Regions from separate parts of the Mus musculus genome. Here region 2 is linked to region 1. A link is a contact called in public HiChIP or PLAC-seq data. All regions are on one chromosome and are shown on one strand. Each heading gives the region's core, a stretch centred on a gene start, on an enhancer-like site or on the middle of the called end of the contact. The rest is flanking DNA. Distances are from core to core; before and after follow the strand shown. Region 1 overlaps Foxo1 (forkhead box O1). Region 2 has its middle 3.1 kb from the start of Gm40047.

Region 1 (2,940 bases), core at 275-2,774:
ACCCCGATGCTCAACCTGTTCTGCTCCTGAGCACTCTGCTCTATGCCCCTATAGACCAGACTCCAAGTTCCTTAAACACAAGATTAAACTTAAGTTTCTAACCTCAAAGCCTCTAACAGGTGTTCTACACACATGAGCTCAATAAAACTTTGTTGACTGACACCCCAAAAACATTACAGGGAAGATGTGAGGTTTTAGGCATCTCTTAGGCATCTACCATTCATGTTCCACATTAGGACAGCTCATGGTACAGACAGCAGAAAAGGAAATAGGAAGGAAGGAGGACCCAGGCTACCCTCCAGAGGTTCTGTGAAAGGAAGGGAATAGTAAGAGTCATTTGACAAACCAACAGATGACCCCCACAGAGCTTTCTAGGAGCCGTCAACTTCCTCAGCTTCTATGTCAAGGACAGTTCAACATACTCAACAAGGCAGCATGTGTAAAAATGCCCGTCTCCATCAATAGGAATGAAGTTAGTTAATAACACTACTAGGACACCAGCATCTTTAGAATAATAATGTTTTGTACATGTATATAAGATATACATATAAGATAACCAGATTCCAGTGTTCCAACTAGTATAAAGCATTCATGTTATTTATGGGAAATAGCAACTCGTGTCAAGGAAGGGTCTGATGGTTTCTCAACACACACATTGCCTAAATTTACACACTACAGTCAGTTTTCTAGTCCTGGCTGGCCAAAACAGATCTGCTTTAATGACCATAGCTGGGTCTCTCCACTGGGTCGGTTTTGAATGAGATCTACTGTACTGTCCTAGGGTGGGAAATGTCAGGCACATAGAGACACAGGACAGGGTTATTTTGTTCTTTGTTCTTCCAACCAAGATGTTTTTATCCTCCCAGTCAAAAGCAATTATCAGGCAATCACTGAAGTGCAGAATCTATAAATATGCATTTACCTTGAAGTTTTAAATCTCACACAAAAAACTATGTCTAACAATGTGCTATAGAACATACATAATATATCTGAACTGCATGAACAACTTGAAGCCCTATCAAAAAAGGGCATGAGATTTAAAAGCAAAACAAAACATTGGAAACTACTCATCCATCATAGTAGACTTCTAGGAATGCTGAATCTCCAACAAAAATCGGAGGTGAGGACCGAGTCATAAGTTAGTCAAACATAGACTCCGTGCCTGCCTCTCACCACCCCCTAAGCCTGCTGGAAACCCTGCCCTGCCCCTGCTTACTGGTTTCAGTTCCTGTCACCTGCTGGATCTGGTGCTTCCGAGGCATCTCTCTTCATCCTGATTGCCAGGTCCCTGGCTCTCAGAACCCTGGCGTCTGACCTGAACCATACTTTAGCGCTTGAGCTTCTCAGCCGTGCGAAGGCCACTACCTGCTGGCCTGGCCTGGGTCTTTTTACATTTCCTATTTCTTTCTACTTTTCAATTCTAGGTGCACCCTTGGTCTTTCTTTCCATACAGTAATAACCACCAGGCAGCAATTTATGCTGATTGCACCTTGCTCATGAAATCCTGGCCTTTGTACCTTACGGCTCTTCCTTTCTAGTGTACTGTTGTGGCTACATCTCTTCTCACCCTACGGGGTAGTCTACACGTAGACAGGTGTCACTGGTCACACTTTAGAAAGGGGGAAACTAGAGCAGAAAGAAGCTCCCTCCCATTAGCTAGAACTCGGGCAAGACTTTGTGATTCCCTACTACACTGCTGCAAGCTGACAAAACCACCTCTTAGTACTCACTTGTATCAAGAAGCAAAGCAACACACTGGAGTAACATGAGTACACAACACACTGGGGGAGAAGTAGTCATTGCACTTACTGCTTTATAAAACCCAGCGTTTGCCCTAATGGCTAGTCAATGTACACAATAAGACTTGCTACCCTGTGGGTGCTTTATGACAGAAGCTACGCTGAGTTTCAGGTATGCATTTTCCCAGGGAAAGCCTATGTAAAGAGGCTACGAGAACTCACAAGGAAAACGAAATGGTCCCTAGAGACCCCCGTCTGCTGAGAAGTGCCACCTGACTGCATAGGTGTCGACAACAAACACAAAGAATCTCATGCTCAGAGACTGGAACATATGGCTAAAAAGCGCCCAGTTGTAGGAATTTTGGAAATTCTTTAAAAAATGCTAGACAAACTAGATTTTCCCAAAGTATTTTCCCTCATTTTTGAGCTTTCTAATTGTGTGCAGCTGTTACAGACACCCAGCAACTATCGATGCCACCTCGTGCTTCCTTTTTACACTGCTATGTGAAAACACACTCAAGATTCAGAGTAGCAAAGCCCACTCCACTACTCAGAGTTCCGATTTGAGTTACTACTAATAATGACTAGTGTCCAGTGTGCTTGTGAGAAGGAAATCATGAGACATTTACTCGACAGTCTGTGTGCATTTAGACATAAATTGTTAATAGTGTACATGAAATTTGACTCAAAAGCATGTTGTAAGAGAAGCCTTGCTTTTTCTCCATAAAGATGGTTTCATTTCAGAGCTCTATTCTCACCTGAGCACCCTCTAAACCATAACCTGTCTACACTAAAGTCCTGACACTTCTCTGGTGATCCCAAAGCTGTCCTCAAAGCTCTAACACTCACCATTCATCTGGTCTACACTCTAAGACACGACCGTCTTTCTAGGCCATCTGACATGGAACTGTAGTTACCAAACTGCTGTGGATTCCCATTTTGCTCCAAAGTGCTTCATCTTATTCAAAGCATTCCAGAGTAAAGAAAATTCCTCTAAAGCGATCTTCCATAGTACACAGGGTGGGGGAGATACAGTTGTCATGTAAAATAGCAGCAAAAAGGAGAGGCGAGGGGACTCGTGGGTAGCATGGGAAGCCTCCCTGAGATGGAGGTGGTCCTAGAATGAGTCAGTCAGGGTCTCAATGAGTATTGGCTCTTAACACCTGTCAATGGCTATCAGAGGACTACACAGGGTAGAGTG
Region 2 (3,261 bases), core at 555-3,054, 240 kb before region 1:
GATAGGTGTAAGACTGATGCTAACAGGAGCTACCCAGGTGGATCACATGCCCAAGGAAAGGAGTTGAATGGAATTAAAAACACTTTCAAGTTATAAGGGCACAGCAAATTCCAAACTGGAAACCCTGGTCTGCCACAGCCCCATGTTTCCAAAGATCACAGACAAGAATTCTCTACTGAGCTCCACCTAAACCAGGTCTAAAGAGTCCATAAGCATCCTGGAAACACCAAGACCTGAAATGAAGCCTTGACCTCCAGCAGACTTAGGAAACTAGGTGGAGGTGTGGCATGGGGTCCCTCTGAAGCTGTGTGGTGACTTCAGGTAACCAACTTCCAGCCAGCTCTAAGCAAAAGACCCACACAACTTGACATATGACATCTAGGCCTGGACATACCAGTCCCTTGATGAAGCCCAATGCATGTGGTGGCTTTAGTTGTCACTCAGAGGATTTTCTTTCACCACCATGTCACCAGATTTTTTTGTCTTTAATCTTGCTGTGTGAACATTTCTGACAAGTCACAACTGCTATATATACCATTCACCGACACTATTTCAAAGCCTTCCTGTGGCCCAAGTCCTTCTGGAAACTAAGACCAGCGGTCAAGGAAAAAGCAGATATGCGCAGACACAAGTTTTCCCTTGCCATTATGTTCACTTGTAATTATCACAGCACCTCCTGGGTCCTTACTTGTATCAACAGTCATCCATCCATACTTAGGCCACTACCTAAGGCTCAAAGATAGAGCTAAAGCCAATGAAATGACAGAAGATATGAGATTTCCGATTAAAATAGCTAGCCTAGTCTGATGGGCAGGCACTAGGACCCAGTAAGAGATTCTGTCTCAAAAAAATAAGGTGGGTGATTCCTGAAGAATGACACCCAAAGTTGACATCTGGCTTCCATGTGTAAATGCAGTTATGTGCATATACCTGCACGGGACACCTACACACACACACATGTGTGCACACACACACACACAAACACATAGGTGTCTCTTAAACACCTCAGGACACAAGAGAATCAAACTAGTAAGCATGACAGTGGTGTTCATTCTTAAATACCCAAAATGTTATAGAGCCTCGTTATGATCAAGACACACACAGAGTGATTTCTTCATCCCTTGTGACTCACAAAGTGGTCTTCAGAGGAAGAACGAGCCAATCCGATCTCTCTGGTCCCAGCCCACACACCCAAGCCAGGCATGGCTCATGTCCTTCTTGGGATACACTTCTTTGCTTGAATTAAAGACCATCTCAAAAGGAAACGATATTTTCTTAGCTTTCTACAGAACTACACTCTCTGGAGCAGGCTCTCTGATTTCTTGCTTGTTACAACCAAAGCTGGGAGGACAACCCCCAGGTTCCTTCAGTGGCAAGGAAGAAGTTGGGAGAGAAAAAGAGCCTCCTTGTGAAAGGCTTCTTTCCAAAGGCACGTACAGATGAATTCAAATCTGGGACTGCATCCAGGTGGAAATCTTGCCTGGAATGTCTAATGCATTCTTTCTGTTATTAAAACAATATAAGGAACCAGTGGCTCCTTGCTCCCCCGCATGTCATCAACTTGGTTCCTGCTGTGTTGATCATTTACAAGCTGACCTCAAGTGATGCCAGCCTAAAGACCTTTCCATCCTGGCTATTTCTGTTGCACAACAAACCTATGACTGCTGCCTATACTATTTCTACAAGAGTCGTTCAGAAAAACCAAGTCCTTTGCCAGAAGTGACACAACCACTGAGCTACTTCTTGTCTTGTTCCATAGCTCCACCCCACCGCCCTGCCCACAGCCAGTTGACTGATCCACTTTTCGGTTCTGCCTCCTTTCTATTCACACACAGAACTCCTTTTGTCTTTGGGGAAAGGTATTTCCAGGTGGCTATACACACGTGGCACTTTCTTATTCTGGCACAAAGGGGAGCCTTGCCCTGCTTGCCCCAGGGATCAGTGAGTCACCAACACACTGGGAGACAAAGCCTTTCTCAAAGACTAATGACTGGGAACCATAGAACAGGAGCTGAACAGGGGAAGACAGAGGGGGACAGAGGTAGACTTAACTTTGTCTTCCAACAGCCAGTTTGTGACTCTTCTTGGCCACCATATGGCCCAAAGAAACACGGAGTAAAATATGGAAAATTCATACTACACTTCTGCTATTGTGATAAAAAGCAACTTGGAGAAAAGGGGACTTATTTGGTTCACAATTCCAGGTTACCGTAATCAATTGTTCTGGGGACATCTGTGCAGGCAGTTAAAGTATCATGCTCACAGTTAAGAGTGGAAAGAGACTAAACTCATAGATCCTTACCTACTTGCTTTCTCTTAGCTAACTTTCTTCTTTCTTATACTATTCGGGATCCCCTGCCTAGGGAATTGGTGCTGCCAACAGTGGGATGGATCTTCTTACATTAATGCCTGCAGTTAAGTCAATCCCTACATACCCACAGCCAACCAAATCTATACACTTCCTCATTGATACCCTCTTCCCAGGTGATCCTAGGTTATATCAAGTCGATAGTTAGCCATCAAAAGCCCATCATGCTTTTCATCATGATTTTCAACTGGCCTTCCAGAAGGTCACCAATAGGGTTGGTAACTGCCTATCTGTGCTTTTTAGAGTAATTCATGGTTTGGCTTTAGGCATCCAGAATGGTGAGGATTACCCCTGGGAGTCCCAATAGCCAAGGAAAAATCTTATACAAAATGGAATCTACTGATCTCGTAACCTGCAGATCACCAAAGTCAAAGAACAAAGTTCCATCACTGTTTGTCACTGCCTCTAGCCTCTCTACTGGGCCATCCCTCTGGCTCTCTGAGGACATCCTATTTTATCTGAGGCTCAGAGCAGATGAAAAAGCAGTTGTAACATTTACAGCATCTACTGGGGAACAGCCAGTTGTCATGATCTCTGAGAATGAGGAAATACGATGGTACTTTATTTTCAAGTAGCCCGGGAGACTTCAATGATTGCATTAAAATTTTAATCACAAACTCCTTAAGTTAGAAAGAAAGAGAGAGAGAGAGAGAGAGAGAGAGAGAGAGGGAGGGAGAGGGAGAGGGAAGGAGGGAGGAAAGCCCACAAAGGATTCATTGTATAAAAGAGTTTCACCATTTGGAGTTCTTTTATAAATTTGTGTCAGATCACAATTTGCTGTCTGGGAAATGTAAATTAGTTATTAATGAGCCAAAATTCTAACATCAAAGGCTGTGCACCCACATGCCAGAGAGAAACAAAGAACTCTCCCAGCATAGCGACTGCTCCTAGCC

What was found. HiChIP or PLAC-seq counts read pairs in DNA pulled down with a chosen protein or histone mark.
Region 2: a FOXA1 HiChIP or PLAC-seq map of pancreatic cancer cells shows a contact between it and region 1. The contact joins two enhancer-like sites. A contact is called at or near these places in 1 of 15 datasets of contacts at CTCF or cohesin (large pre-B cells), 1 of 484 Hi-C or Micro-C datasets (CD8 T cells), 5 of 115 datasets of contacts at active chromatin or transcription factors (CD8 T cells, memory CD8 T cells, pancreatic cancer cells and 1 more) and 1 of 9 other capture datasets (embryonic stem cells).

The regions. Positions count from the first base shown.
Region 1 is chr3:52,339,120-52,342,059 of GRCm38.p6, reverse strand. All of the region lies in intron 1 of Foxo1 (forkhead box O1), which reads right to left. Among named protein-coding and RNA genes, the nearest start is that of Foxo1, 72 kb to the right of the region's middle. Within about 2 kb of position 1,524, at least 19 of the 459 cell types and tissues checked have an H3K27ac peak or open chromatin away from gene starts, as enhancers often do. A contact at or near this core is called in pancreatic cancer cells, where this site is marked.
Region 2 is chr3:52,575,379-52,578,639 of GRCm38.p6, reverse strand. No RefSeq gene overlaps it. Among named protein-coding and RNA genes, the nearest start is that of Gm40047, 3.1 kb to the left of the region's middle. Within about 2 kb of position 1,804, at least 40 of the 459 cell types and tissues checked have an H3K27ac peak or open chromatin away from gene starts, as enhancers often do. A contact at or near this core is called in pancreatic cancer cells, where this site is marked.